Regions from separate parts of the Mus musculus genome. Here all the other regions are linked to region 1. The links are chromatin contacts, called in public Hi-C maps. All regions are on one chromosome and are shown on one strand. The core of a region is the stretch at or near the end of the contact, and the rest is flanking DNA. Distances in the headings are between cores, read along the strand shown. Region 1 overlaps Ift80 (intraflagellar transport 80). Region 2 holds the start of 1110032F04Rik (RIKEN cDNA 1110032F04 gene). Region 3 holds the start of 9630025h16rik (a long non-coding RNA gene).

Region 1 (4,872 bases), core at 476-2,975:
CATTGAACTCACAGAAATACACCTACCTCTGCCTGCTGAACTCCGGGATTAAAGGTGTAGACCACCGCCTCCTGGCTATGAAAGTTTTAAAAGGACTTTTTAAAAAACGATTTGTTTTTTATTTCATGTGCATTGGTGTTTTGTCTGTGTGAGGGTGCCAGATGTCCTGAAAGTGGACCTACAGACAGTTGTGAGCTGCTATGCACGTGCTTGAAATCGAACTCAGGTCTTCTAAAGAGTAACGAGCACTCTTAACACCAGCACTCTTAACTGCTCGAACCATCTCTCTAAGCCCCTTAAGAAGTATTTTCAAGTAGCCTACTAAGCCCAGTTTGTACTGTTCCTATACTGAGGGTTTGGGCGGCTGTCCTCTGCAGCGTGGTCAGCCTCCGGGGGCTCCATTCACAAAGAAAATGGACTCTCCCCGCCTAGAAGCATCGGTGGAAGTGGCTCCTTAGCTAAAGTGGGAGTCCATGAGCCCTGCATGCAGGTTGGAGTGTCAGTTGGCTTGCTCTTCTGCAGACCTATCTTGTGTAGATAACCACAATTGCCTTGTGCCCATTAATGCAGTTGTCCAAGAAGGACTAGAAGACACTGCTGCACTCCAGTCTTCCCCAACTTCTGGCTCTTACAGTCTTTTTGTCCCCTATTTCACAACGGTCCGGAGCCTTTGGGGAAAGGAGTGTTACACAGCTGTCCCATTTGTGGCTGGGCACACCACAGACACTTTCTTCATGTTAGTTAACCAGTTGTGAGTTTCAGCATTAACTGCATGACGAAACTTCTCACAGGAGGTCTCAGAGCTGCACAAAAACAGTTGATGGGTCTAAAGATTTAGGGGGCAGCTTGATGTCTGTTTAGTGGAATAATAAGCTTCCCACTAAGGCCTTTGAGTCCAGAACTGTGGGCTCTTGGAGCCCTAATTGTAATGTGCTTAAGTGAAATCTTACCTTAGGCTTAGACTCTTTCTTGTTCTGGTCATTTTTGTGTAGGGGTTGCTTGAGCGTGCTCCTTGGTCTTGAATACCTAGTTGTCAAGAATCCCCTTTCCCAGCTCCACCTCTTCATGATCTTATTTCCGATCAGAAGGAGGCTGGAAGCTGCTGCTTTGTGGCTCTTAGTGCGGACCGTGGGCCCAGGGCAGCTTTTACAGTGCTGATTGGGAAGTACTTGCTGTGTGATTTTTTTTCCCCCTCCCCTGGAGAAACACAAAACAAACATCTACTCACCCCAGATGACAGTGTAAACAGACCAAGGAAAGGATCCACCCAGGTCGGTCTTGCTTAGCCAGTGAGTTCACTGGAGTTACTTACGGGAGTGTGCTATGGGTGGTCCTCTTCTAGCTTGTCTTTGGTCCATGCATTTGTTTTCCTCCCTTCCCTTCCCTTGTCCCTGTTTAGGGATAAACTCTGGCCAGGGTTGTGGCCAGCCTTTGTGGGGCTGGGGCTTTGTGCATGTCTAACAAGCACTCTGCCAGCTCTGCTCTGAACCCTGCCTATAGCAGTTGACGTTGATAGATACTGTGCACGCATGCTGAGTTTGTATAACATATACCTCAGGTTTATCATAGTAGTATTCTAGCAAAATGAGGAATGAGCATCTGTGAGTAGGAAGCTGATTGGCAGTTGTTCTGTTTTCCTAAAATGCATTGCCTGCAGCTCGTTAAGAATGTGAAAGGAAGCTTGTGCTTAACCGAAAAGGTCTGCCTGCCTGCCTGCCTGCCTGCCTGCCTGCCTTCCTTCCTCAAATGGCTACCAGCAGTCAATTGAGTGAGGGGTGGCAGATGAAGGAGGGAGTAGACTGATCCCAAAGAAACCTAGGAAAGAGGGGAAGAGAGATAAAGAACAAGGGCTTTAGTGGGCTCTCATTTTTCCTGAGGAATCCATCGTTTATACCATACAAGCCAGCGTCAGACACACATGAGGAGACCAGGGAAGATAGGCAGCATCTGTCGATGGTGGCTTGTGGGTGATTCACAAACTGGAGAGGCCACATCAGAGTTCCTGATGGTGGTGCTTTGGTGTTACGGGAGTGCCCCAGGCACAGCCAGCTGGGCAGAGGTTGGATGGTAGCCGTTGTCTTTCTGTTTGGCTATGTCAGGTCATTGGCTGACTGTTGAATACCACAGTGAAGACTTCAGTTACCAGACAGGAGAGGAATAGTCTCTGGGCTAACAGTCTGGAAAAGTCTCTAAATGGGCAGGTGACTGCTGTTCCTATCAGGCAAGTACACAGACTGAATCAGGAGTCTGTTTTCCAGAGTTATTCACATGGTGGTATTGAAATATCCAGTTTTTAAAAGAAAAGAAAAAATGAGTTTTCAAAACACAAAAAACCCTCAAGATATAAGACATACTAAAAAGTGGAATACAATGGCCCATTCTTAGGGGGAAAAAAGGTGACAAAAACCATTCCTAAGATATCCAGCACTGAGCCTGTTACACAGAGGCCATGTGCTCAAAATAATTAAAGAAATGTTGATAAATCAACAGAAACATTTTGAGACAGTGAGCCTGGGTCCATTGTGTAGTGCTTGTTGACTAGACTGGTCTCGGACTGAGCGAGCTCTGCCAGGCTCTGCTCTCCGTGTGCTCGGATTAAAGGCACACAACACCCAACCAAAGGAACCCAATTAGAAGTCTGAAGTTAAGTAGAAATACTCCAGAACTCCGAAATACTATCTTTTCAGTAACAAGTTTTATGCATCTAAAATTGACAAAGCAATACATTTTTGACTCCCCAGAAAATGTGAAAATGGCCTTCCTTTGTAGCACATGGATAGAAGCATTATCCACTTTAGGTTTTCTCAAGTATAATTTGACACTTTGACACAGCTGTTATGCATTCAAGAAAATATAAAATGTTCGCTGATATCAAGCAGGTGTGGTCCTTGCTGCCCATCCTGATGACCTGACTCGGATCCCCAAGACCCACATGGCAGAGGGAGAGAATCAACTCAGTTGTCTTCTCCCCTCCACGGGAGCACCATGTGTGCACACCAAAATAAATAAATAAAAGAACAAAAAGTTAAGCCAGGAAAGAGCATTACTTTTAGCTGTTTATGTATATGTGTGTATCTATGTGTGTGTATGCCACATGTGTGTGGGAGCCTGCAGAGGCCAGAACACTATACTGGGTCCCCTGGAGCAAGACAGTTACAAGCAGTTGTGAAACCAAATGTTCTTAACCATTGAGGTATTTATTCAGCCTGAGATAGCATTATTTTAAGTTAAATGATCAAGAAATGCAAAAATATATATGCCAAGAAAATGAACATTACTGGGTGATCAGTAAAATAAATCATGGTATAAATGAATTGCTTGTGGAATAAAATTTAATTTTTTGCTTTCGTATTTTTCTAGGTTCTATAATAAACTTTATTTTTATCTTTTATTTTTATATTTATTTTTTTATTTTATCTTATAGTTTAACTTTATTTTTATCTTTGATATCTAAAAATGTGATTCAAATTAACATAGTAATTTTAAGTAAACATTCAGAATGTGTTAATGAATTATACTAGTTATTTGACAAAATAGGAAGTAAGGAGAAAACTCCGAAGAGGCGAGGTACTTTTGGCTAAATTAGCTAGCAGTGTAGCTTCTGTGTCAGTAGGGGGTGCTATTGCTTGTGTAGAAGATAACGTTTTTTGTAATTCTCATTTTCTCTGAACTTTCTTCTATTCATTTACTCATCCATTCAATTAAAGTAAATTTAATAATTCATTACCTGCAGGCACTTTCTTACAGCCGTGTGTAACTTTTCCTTGTTAATGATGTATATAGAGTGCAATTTGCCTCGTGTTAAGAGGTAATATGTGAGACGACTCCTAAGCAGCAGTCTTCCATAGAGTGTAAGAACTGCTTCTGTCTCCTTACTTTAAGCCAGCTTTATGTGCATGTTACTTTATGAGTTGAAAATTTTAAATTAGGCCAAAGATTGTACTTTTGAGGATCCTTGCAGTATAATATATGATGTGTATAGGAGTTGTGTAGAAAAGATGCAGTTGTTGAGACTTTCATCTTTGTCTTATATTTAAGTAGGTATTTCTCTGTTGGGAAATGACTTGCATAAACAACTTCAGAGAATGCAAGAAAATTAGTCTTGTCTTTTTCTTCCATACCATAACACTTACAATTTTTTATTCTCTGTTTATGGGTATTTTGCTTACATGTATGTCTGTGTTCCGCATGCGTACATGGTATCCTTGGAGACCATATGAGCACATTGGATCCTGTGGAGTTGGTCTTACGGAGGGTTGTGAGCTGTCATGTGAGTGCTGGGACTCACACTTGGGTCCTTTGAAGGAGCAGGCTGTGCTTTTAACCCCTGAGTATCTCCCCACCCCCAGAGTTAACACTTTGTAGAGGCAGTCTCAGCCAATTTTAAAAAATATTGTGCTTTCAGTGTGGCCGCTTATTCTAAAGAAATTTAAAGTACTTATTACATTTTTGCTTAGTGTGGGAGCAGCTTTGGTGTATTTCTAGAGTTCTGGGGTTAAAACTCCAGAGGTATGTTACAGAGTGAAGGCTCCTCCTGCGCCTTTATATTCCCCGTGTACATTAGCTCAGGGCTAAATGATCATCCATTCTGTTAACCCCACCATCCTGTGCCATCTTGTCTCTGTCACAGGACATGCCACTTACTTCTTACGAGTACCAATTGCTTTTTTATTGCCTTTTACTACAAGAAGTAAAACTGCTCAGGGCACACCAAATGTGGGAGAATCTCAAACTGTGCTAGAGCAATGACTGACCTGTGACTTTAGATTTCTACAGTTTATTGTGGTTGTATGCAAGTAGAAGTCTTTAAACAAAGAGATATAAAGATACAGAGGAATCTTTTAGAGGCCCAGGGAAGATTTAGGTAGGCCT
Region 2 (4,731 bases), core at 605-3,104, 87 kb after region 1:
AATGTACACAGTTATTATAAAAAGTTATGTATTATGCTTCAGTACTAAAAATAAAATATATTCTCAAATAGTGAAAATAAGATATCCTTCATGTTTTTATGTCACATTTCCTGCTTGACCCTGACCTCCGCTTAATGAAATGATGTCCAACACTGTATTAAACAGTGACAGCACGTGGGCGATTTCTTGACAGTAACTGGCCTAAAACAAAACTGATTATCTTGTCAATTTGTTGAACTGTCTAATGCATGACAAAATATAAAAATAAAGGACAAAGATAAACAGTCTACATACTGAAAAATCAAAGTCCGCTGGTACCACATTACAAATACGGTCTGGACATCTTGAACAGATGCAGCCACTAAGCCATCCATCATGGTACCCCTTCCCCAACAAAACTGTGAGCCAGGAAGACACCAAAGGGTTTTCTGGGTCCTTTTCAAGGGATCGCATCACAGTCAAGCGCTGCTTCTACAGACTGCATGCAGCAGTCACTGGTCGTGGTCCAGAGCCAAAGGCTCCTCACCATTATGTCCTGGGAGACCGTGACCGGTCCAAGCAGGAGAGCAAGGAATGGACCTATGCTCCTTCCCTTTTAACAACAGTAAAGCAAGCCGCTGGTCTCTAAACACACCAAACGGTTTACCTGTTCTTTTGGATTGGAGAAGCAGGCACTTACAGTGAACACAAGGGGAGGCATGGCAGAGGGCGGGGACGACCGTCCAAGAAGAGCTGGGGGCTAGTCCTAAGCCATTGCCCCGCCGAGCTGCCCAGCCTTGAGCCCAAAGAAACATAGAAAACCACAGATTCCCCGGGAAGCGAGAGGGAGGGGACTGACCCCAACCCAGGCGCGGGGCTACAGGTTGTACGGGGATGCTAGGTGTGGTCAGAGGCAGTCAGTGGCGGCCGCCAACACACCAGCTGTTGCGTGCCACCCGCAGCCCCCAACCTTGTAGGATCCGGGCGATCCCCATGAGGCTCCCTGAACTCAGATGAGCGGGAAACGGACCTGGCCGCCGTCGGAGTCCCCGGCACTGCCGCCTCGCGGGCGGCCGAGCACCGACACGGGCAGCACGACCTCCGCTGGGCTGAGCTGCTGCAGCCGCATGGACTCCTCATAGGTGGGCAGGTACTTGACCTCCTCGTAGCTGGGCAGCTGGAGAAACACCGGTGACACCACGTGCAGCTCGTGCTCCGAAACGCAGGAGGGAGGCAGGCGTCCGCCACTTCCTCGGCCCCGACCACCGCCACTATCCAACAGTGAGTCCTGCGAGCCCGCGGCCACCTCGTCGCGCAGCAGAGCGGGCGAGTCGTCGTCGTCGTCGGGTGGCCCCGCCGTCCCCGGCGGTCCCGCACCCCCGGGAGGCCCGGGTCGTGCCTGGCCAGGTCGCGCCTGGCCACGCGGGTACCTGCGTGGGCTGGGGCAGATGATGCGCTGCAGGAAGTAGCCGATGGCGAAGAGCACCAGCAGGATGAGCAGCCCAGAGAGCTTGCGGACGAACCAGCCCACGTTGTCCAGAAAGGCGTGGAGCGGCAGCTTGCAGCAGCGCACGGCCGTGGCGTTGGCCGAGTCGCAGCAGCGCTCCCGCTCACCGCACGCCAGCTCCGCGCAGCCCCCGCCGCCCCGCGAGGGCGCCACCAACGCCAGCGCCAACAGCAGCAGCAGCGGCAGCAGCGGCGGTGGCGCTGGAGCCACCGACAGGCCCTCGGCGGTGACCCCGGGACCCCACATGGCCGGCGCAGATCTCCGCTGGCGTCCGGGACCGCGAGGCTCGGAGCTCCGTCTGGCCCCGGCGCTGCGATGGGTCCCGCGCGCGCCGCCTCCCGCGCCCCGGCTACCTGCGGCCCGAGCGGTGCTCACTTGGCCACGCTGGGGCGGGAGGAGGAGCCCGGGGCGCGCCGAGGCTGCGGGAGGCGGCTGCTGCTCACCGCTGTCGCCGCCTCGGGAGCCTGTGACCTCGAGCCGTAGCGCCTGGGCGCCAGGGTCCCGGGAGAAGCGTGCGGAGCCGCGGAGATGAACAGAGCCGGCCTGCGCTGGGTCTCTCTGGGCATCTCGGCCGTTGCCCGCCGCGCTCTTCTTCCGGCACCTGGGTACCCCGCGGCGCTGGAAGGGTTAAGGCTGAGCTCTCAGCCCCGGAGCCCCTTGATCTTGATTAATTCAGCCGGCGCGCTCTTCCTCGCCAGACGGGCGGGGCGCGCTCTCTCACTAGCGTAGGTGTCTCAGTTTTAAGTGATTGGATTTCCCCGGGAATATTATTTAAATTGACTCGGACCGGGTTCCGCTTACCATCTTTCTTGTGATCTTTCTGATTAAAAATGAATGATGGCCATTAATGGCCAGTGCAGCCCCATTGCTGCCCTAAGGTTCTAGGGTGGGAATTGCTGGATAGTTCTGCTGACAGGTAGGTCCAGGTTGTTGGGGAGCGCGGACCCTAAGAAACTCCAGAACAGGTAAGAATTCTTTGGAGAGGCTCAAGTTACAGCCACAGAGGTAGCCCCAGAGGGACCGAGAAGCACTCTGTTGAGGTGACCCTGCTCACCAAGGAGAAGAAAGAAGACCTTTAGTTCTCAGAGACTCACCTGACCCAGCCCTCGGCTTTCCTGTACTCAAAGAGGACAGCAGAATTGTGGGGTGCAGGGGCTCCCTCCTGCAGCATAAATAGCCTATGTAGGAAGGCGGAGGGGAGCAGTAAGTGGTTGGCCAAGTTCCTGAGCGCGATCTGAAGGTCTTTTTCAAGGTTATTCTTGTTTGCAAAATCTGACTTTAAAGGAAACAAGTACTTTGTTTCCAAATAGTACTTGGGTCCGTTTCCCTTCATGTCACCCACCCCTGGAGGAAAGCTCAGCGCATCCAGACCCTTTGGGCATATATCTGTTGGGTGGTGGAGCCCCTGAGAAAGCTGCTTTGGTTGAGGCAGTATAAAACAGACACACTTACACAGAAGGACTCACTGACGAGGAAAACTAATAGGGAATTTTCAAGGTTGGTGTGAGAAAATAAGTAAAAGGACATACAGTGCCCGAACAGACTCAGCTATGACCCAGGCTTTCTCTTCTGAAGAGAGGAGGAGAGCAAGCAGAATGGGGTGGGGTTAATGGAGGTCAACCATGGGCCAGCTTAAGTGCAAAGTCTTCTGGTTCTTCTTTTGGTGGGAACACCATGCTTTGCTTGAACTTCAAAACGACGATGCTTTCTCTTCTAGGAGAAGTGTCTGTGAAACCTCCCTAAGCCCAGGCGTTTGCTAAGTTCTTGTGAAGCCAAAGCATTCTCTGGCTGTGCTCTGCGGGAAGGACTGAGGCCTAGTCCATAAAGCTTAAATCGACAATGCTTTCAAGCTATAGCCAGATAGGGGAATGTCAGAGTCAAGAGATTGACTCTGATAAAGTGCCTGTTGTATTATTTTCAGTCTCCCCCATTCCTTTCCCGAATTTACATTGAGAATGTATACTGAGTATGTTCTGTATTTGGGGAATCCTGCTAATTGATGAATAAATAATAGCCTCCCAAGAGTGGGGTGACCCCAGTTCTGCATACCAGTTTCAACTGATCAGAGAGAACAAATGCCAAATGTCTTCCTTCTTCATAACTTGCCCTAAGCTAAGATAAAAATTGATGTGTTTAATAGTCTCAGGCTAAGGGAAGCTCATGGCTTGATATGCCATGAGAGAAGTGCAGGGTCTCCTTGGGTTTTTAGAATTAGGGGTCCTAGGATTTCTGCCAGTCCTAGCAGAAGCAATGGCAGAAGGAAAGGGAGGGGGGACTCTGTGATTGATGAAAAGAGGAGGGCGGCCTGCTGGGTGGTGTCTTGAAATTTGAAACAAAGGCATTAAAATTTTAAATTACACTTTATATATTTATTGGGGGGGAATTATCTTCTTCCCCCATGGAAGTCCCAGGAATCAGACTCATGTCTCTGGCCTTGGCAGTGGTCACTTTTACAGTTCCAGGCATCTCACTGGACCCTAAACAATGACGTTTAACCTGTTTCGCTTCTGTCTTCTTTTAGTGAGTTAGAATTTGTTGGCAGATCTTTAGGACACAGTTAAAGAACACAGGCCTTGTATAAAATGAAATACTGAGAAGCCTTGCTTCCATGAAAGCAAAGGAAAGTGAGTATAGAACGGAGTTTTTATTTTTGTTTTCCAAACTGGTAGTCCCAAAGTGTCATCTCTTAGACCCCTCTGCAGACACTCTTGAGTCTCGGGGCCCTTGGTTTCACCTAATCCATCTTTATTTGCAGACTAATGCATTGTGTGCAGCTTTCCGAAGGGAAGAAGAGCAATCCGAGTGCTCCACGTTGCTGCGTTCATTCCTCAGATGCCTTTGCTTATATCTAACTTGCAAATGAGTAGGACAGGAAGACAGAAGTTAATCACATGTCTCATAGGAGTTTCATAGGAAAAAGTGCATTTTGTTAAAATTTGCACTAGATTGTGCTAATAAGTACACGGGGGTGGGGGAAGATAGTGAAAGGTGACTGACTTTGATCTAAAATGCATGCTTTGTTGGAATACAGTTTGGTAAAAATAAAGAACATTACGAGCTGGGGAAGGAACTGGGTTTGGATCCCTGGCAGCCATATAAAAAGCTGGGTGGGTCAGCACAGATCTGAGGAGGTGAAGAAAGCCAGGTCCTGCAAGCTTGCTAGGATCAGTGAGCTCTAAGTTTTGAAAAAGACTCTCGAAAAATAAGGTAGCTGTCAACTAAAAAGACACCTGATATCAACCTCT
Region 3 (4,539 bases), core at 951-3,450, 100 kb before region 1:
ATGAACTATCCCCAGTCCTGTACTCTATATGTAATCCTTTCTGTCTATTGTTTCTGTTTTCTTTATCTCTGAACTCTTGGGTTTATAAACAGATATCATTTCCTCATCACACTTCCCTTTTTCTATCTCACTTGAGACTTCACAAGAGTTACTATAACTAGTGTGGATTCATTCTGTTTGGCTGGCATGTGTTTTTATAGATTTTGGCAATATTCTGGGGCCTTTTTTCTTTGATAATGTTTTCTCTCTTTGGAACATAAAGGCTGAAATTTTTCCTTCTGTGTAGTGTTAGAGATCAAACCCAGGTAACTCATGAATGCTGGGAGACACTACTCTGCACAACATCCCTGCCTCCCACCCTCTACCTCCAGCATTCTTAGAGACTTCCACATTTACACCATCTACTTAGCCTTCTACTGATCTCTTTTGCATGTCAGTAATTATAAATGTAAATGGGACACTGTTATACTGGAAGATGTCAGCTTGAATTTTGATACCAGAGAAAACAGTGCCTAACTTCAAAGGATAGACTACTCTTACTAGTAGCTAATATGGCTGCTGACTTTAAAGCCAGAACTCATTTACCATTCCAAAGATCCTAGGGCCCTTAACAGTTAAATCTATACTGCCTGTGTTTATGTTTTATAAGCAGAAAAACAATGACTAAATGACAGCATCTATCTATGACATGGTTTCTTTTTTGTTGGTTTGTTTTTGTTTTATTTTTGGTTTAGCTAGGTTTGGTTTGGTTTGGTTTGGTTTGGTTTGGTTTGGTTTGGTTTGGGGATTTTTGAGATACCATTTCTCTGTAGCTGTAGCTGTCCCGGAACTCACAATGTAGACCAGGCTGGCCTCGAACTCAAGAGATCTCCCTACCTTTGCCTCCCAAGGTGTGTACCACGACCGATGGGTTTGGTTTGTTGAATATTTTAAACAGTTGAAAATTAATCCTCAGAAAAAAGTCCTTTGAAAATGTGCTTTTTGATAATGTACCTGTCACCAAAGACCTATGTAAACAAAGCTGCCAAGTTCTGCTGGTGCCTGGGGCTTGAACATGGCCCCCTTATTCAGTTATATCTTCACTAGCTTTCTGGTTTTGATTGTTTCCTTTACTGCCTGAGCTTGGATGTCATGGAACTTGGCAGTTTGGACCATATTGGCCTTGAACTCAGAGATTTTCATGCCTCTGTTTCCTTAGTGCTGGATTAAAGGTATGTACCACCATGCCTGGACCTAAACTTTTCTTTAATTCTTTTCACAAGATAGAAGCTTAGCTGGGTGGGATCTTGCCCAGAGGCCCCACTCCCTTTAATGCCACTTAAATCTTTAATCTATTATCTCCCTGAACACAATATTTAGCTCCATACCACTTTCTAGTGCCCCTTTAATCGTTGAACCATATATTTTGTATTTTTCCTTTCTCAGCTTGGAATGTTTGATTAAAATGCTCTTCATGAGAGTAAACCATAATACAGAATCTATTTTAGGCTGTTTTGAGATATCTTTTGCCAATGCAATTAATCTAAATCTCTTCACCTTAGTCTTAGATGGACTGTTCAGACAAGGGCAAAAAGCAGCCACATTCTTCACCAAATTATCATGAGAAAAGTCTTTAGGCAACAAACTAAAAATATTCTCTTAAACTTTGAACCAGGCCCCCACAGTCGAAATCACTGTCAGCACCACTGGCTTCCATGTTCCCACTAGTCTGGCCCGTTAAGTCCAACTTAAGCATTCTAGTGTTTCCTAATCCAAAGTCCCCAATCTGCATTTCTTCAAACAAACATATTCAGGCCTATCAGAACAATACCCAGCCCCTGGTTCCAACTTCTGTCTTACAGTTTTATTGCTATGAAGAGATACCTAGACCATGGCAACTCTTATAAAGGACAACATTTAACATAATTTTTAACATAATTAACATTTATTTTTAACATAATTATGTTAACATTTATGCCTAACATAATTAACATTTAACAGGAAACTGGCTTACAGTTTTAGAGGTTTAGTCCAATATCATCACTGTGGGATGCATGACTGCATCCAGGCAGACTTGGCGCTGGAGAAGGAGCTAGAGTTCTACATCTTGATTCATAGGCAGCAAAAGGGGACTGAGTCAGCACTGAGAGTAGCTTCAGTATATATGAGACTTCAAAGCCAGCCTCAACACTGACACTTCCTCCAACAAGGGCACGCCTACTCTAAGGCCACAACCCCTAATAGTGCCCCAAACACATGAGTCTCTGGGAGTGGACAACCAGTGATGGGTTTAATTTGAAGCCCATACCACGATGGGGAGCATACCGAAGACAGGTTGAGAACAGAAGTACAAATTTAAGTCAGTGTTACCAATGTCTAAATACTTTAATGTATAACAACATTAAAAAAAAAAAAGATTTGTTCTGTCCTACTCCTTTGACTAATATGTTTTGGGTTTTTGTTGGTTTTCTTGGTTTGTTTGGTTTTTTGTTGTTGTTGTTGTTGTTTGGGTTTTTTTTTTTTTTTTTTTTTTTTTTTGGTTTTGGTTTTGGGGGTTTGGTTTGTTTGTTTGGTTGGTTGGTTTTTCAAGACAGGGTTTCTCTGTGCAGCCCTGTCTGTCCTGGAACTCACTTTGTAGTCGAGGCTGGCCTCGAACTCAGAAATCTGCCTGCCTCTGCCTCCCAAGTGCTGGGATTAAAGGCATGTGCCACCACTGCCCGGCGACTAATACGTTTTTTGTGATGCTGTTGCTTCATAACACCCCATAACTGGCATCTTTGTAATCTTCAGGAAGGCTGAGCTCTAATTTAGGGTTCTTCCTCTATAGCAGAAGAGAGAAGTAGTGTAAAAAGAGTCAGTCCCCAACATTTAGCCAACCCTGTACCACTGGGCTTTTCTTCCTTATTCTTCATGGGTCTTATTATATTGTCCCAGCTGGTCTTGGCCTTAGATTTAGGAAGCCTCCCATTACTTAGCCTGTGGAGTAGCTGGGATTATAGAACACACAACTACATCAACATCCACCCTGATTCATATCTGTTACTGCAGTCTTTCCCCTGGCTGTGGATGCCCCAGTGAAGATCATGTGCATACTCTAGAAATGAGCTTAGAATGTCTACAGAAATTAGGGGTCCTACTACATAAAGCATGGCCCAGAAGACAGGACAGGCATTTTCTCAGAGATCTCTTACTCTTGTGCTAAAGTGTGGCTGAAGAAGATCCAGAGTGGACCCCTGTAAGCAAGGATACTGTGTAGAAAGAGGTTCCTCTACTCTAGTTCTTCCTGAAGTTTTCTTTGATGTATGTAGACCACTTTGACTTCACCTTTGCCTTTCATGTTTCCAGTGCATTCACTACCAATATCACCCATTTGAGCAGTATCTATCTGTTTGTCTGTCTGTCCCATCCATCCATCCATCCATCCATCCATCCATCCATCCATCCATCCATCTATATATCTTCTGGTTTTGGTGCTGAGGATTAAATCCAGGACCTCACATATTTAGCAAATAGTCTACCAAGAAGCCACACTTGAGAGTCTTAACTATATATTCAGTGTGTTGTTACTTATTTCCTAAGAGTATGACAGTAGGGGGTTGGTCTGGTGCAGCTACGTTTTCAAATACTAAATACTTGGCCCCTAAGATCTGGTTTCCCTAACCAGGAGACCCTCATGTACATCAAATGATGCTATGTAAACCTTGCCCACCAAGTTATCTCTGGTTGATTAAAAAAAAGATGTCTACAGGGGCCTGGAGAGATGGCTCAGTGGTTAAGAGCACTGACTGCTCTTCCAGAGATCCTGAGTTCATTTCCCAGCAACCACATGGTGGCTCACAACCATCTGTAATGGGATTTGATGCCCTCTTCGGGTTTGTCTGAGGACAGCTACAGTGCACTCATAAATAAATTAAGAAAAAGAAAAAGATGTCTACAGCCTGGGCTGGGAAGAAGAGAAGAGGGTGGCAAAGGTTCCCAGGCTTGGGGTCTAAGTCAAAGACCATGAGGAGAGAGCCAGAGAGAAGGAGGGAAGGTTGCCATGGGGTAGGTAGACTGTGAGCACATGGCTGATAGAGTAGCAGTGGCCTAGGTGGAGCATGGCAAGTTGTATCTCAGGGGTCACCACAGGGAAGCAGAATAGCATAGAGGGTTGATATCTGCCCAGCTCTAATGCTCCAACGCTTATCCTAAATCTAAAGGTCTCTGCGTCCTTTATTTGGGAACTAAATGATCTGATTTGGGGTAGGAATCCTAATAGATATTTAAAGGTAGTAAAGGGGCTGTAGCAAACCCCCAGAATCATTACAACATACGGCCTGCCTGGCTTCCTAGGAAAGGGAGAATGGGTTGGCAAAGGTGCAAAATATCTCAATCACAATTACATTTCATGGAATGTCAGAAGAACAGACGGTGTTCCTAACAGCCATCAGCCTAGCCCCCAGTCCTGAAAAGACTGTAAAAGCACACACTTTTCTCCCACGTTTCTAGTCTAGCCGTCTCTGCGCTTTGGCTGTTCGCAGAATGTGGCTGCCCCTATATAGCAAGACAGCAGTAATCAGT

The links. Hi-C and Micro-C count contacts between places; a contact is called where the count stands out from the background.
Region 2: a Hi-C map of Th1 cells shows a contact between it and region 1, with 4 times the contacts expected there. The contact joins the promoter of 1110032F04Rik here to the enhancer-like site in region 1. A contact is called at or near these places in 2 of 39 promoter capture datasets (hippocampal neurons and pre-B cells), 13 of 484 Hi-C or Micro-C datasets (B cells, CD4 T cells, CD8 T cells and 7 more), 3 of 115 datasets of contacts at active chromatin or transcription factors (bone marrow-derived dendritic cells, embryonic stem cells and forebrain) and 1 of 9 other capture datasets (liver).
Region 3: a contact with region 1 is called in a Hi-C map of the HPC-7 cell line, with 3 times the contacts expected there. The contact joins the promoter of 9630025h16rik here to the enhancer-like site in region 1. A contact is called at or near these places in 2 of 15 datasets of contacts at CTCF or cohesin (the G1E-ER4 cell line and pro-B cells), 31 of 484 Hi-C or Micro-C datasets (B cells, the Ba/F3 cell line, the C10 cell line and 20 more), 2 of 115 datasets of contacts at active chromatin or transcription factors (bone marrow-derived dendritic cells and memory CD8 T cells) and 1 of 9 other capture datasets (liver).

Annotation. Positions count from the first base shown.
Region 1 is chr3:68,953,439-68,958,310 of GRCm38.p6, reverse strand. All of the region lies in intron 8 of Ift80 (intraflagellar transport 80), which reads left to right. Among named protein-coding and RNA genes, the nearest start is that of Ift80, 49 kb to the left of the region's middle. Within about 2 kb of position 1,725, at least 47 of the 459 cell types and tissues checked have an H3K27ac peak or open chromatin away from gene starts, as enhancers often do. A contact at or near this core is called in CD8 T cells, the HPC-7 cell line, Th1 cells and 4 more, where this site is marked.
Region 2 is chr3:68,866,709-68,871,439 of GRCm38.p6, reverse strand. 1110032F04Rik (RIKEN cDNA 1110032F04 gene) reads right to left here and starts at 1,854. Exons shown (of 1, transcript NM_001167996.1): 1 at 1-1,854. The coding sequence starts at 1,732. The coding sequence ends at 989.
Region 3 is chr3:69,058,523-69,063,061 of GRCm38.p6, reverse strand. 9630025h16rik (a long non-coding RNA gene) reads right to left here and starts at 2,200. Exons shown (of 2, transcript XR_867356.3): 1 at 1,994-2,200.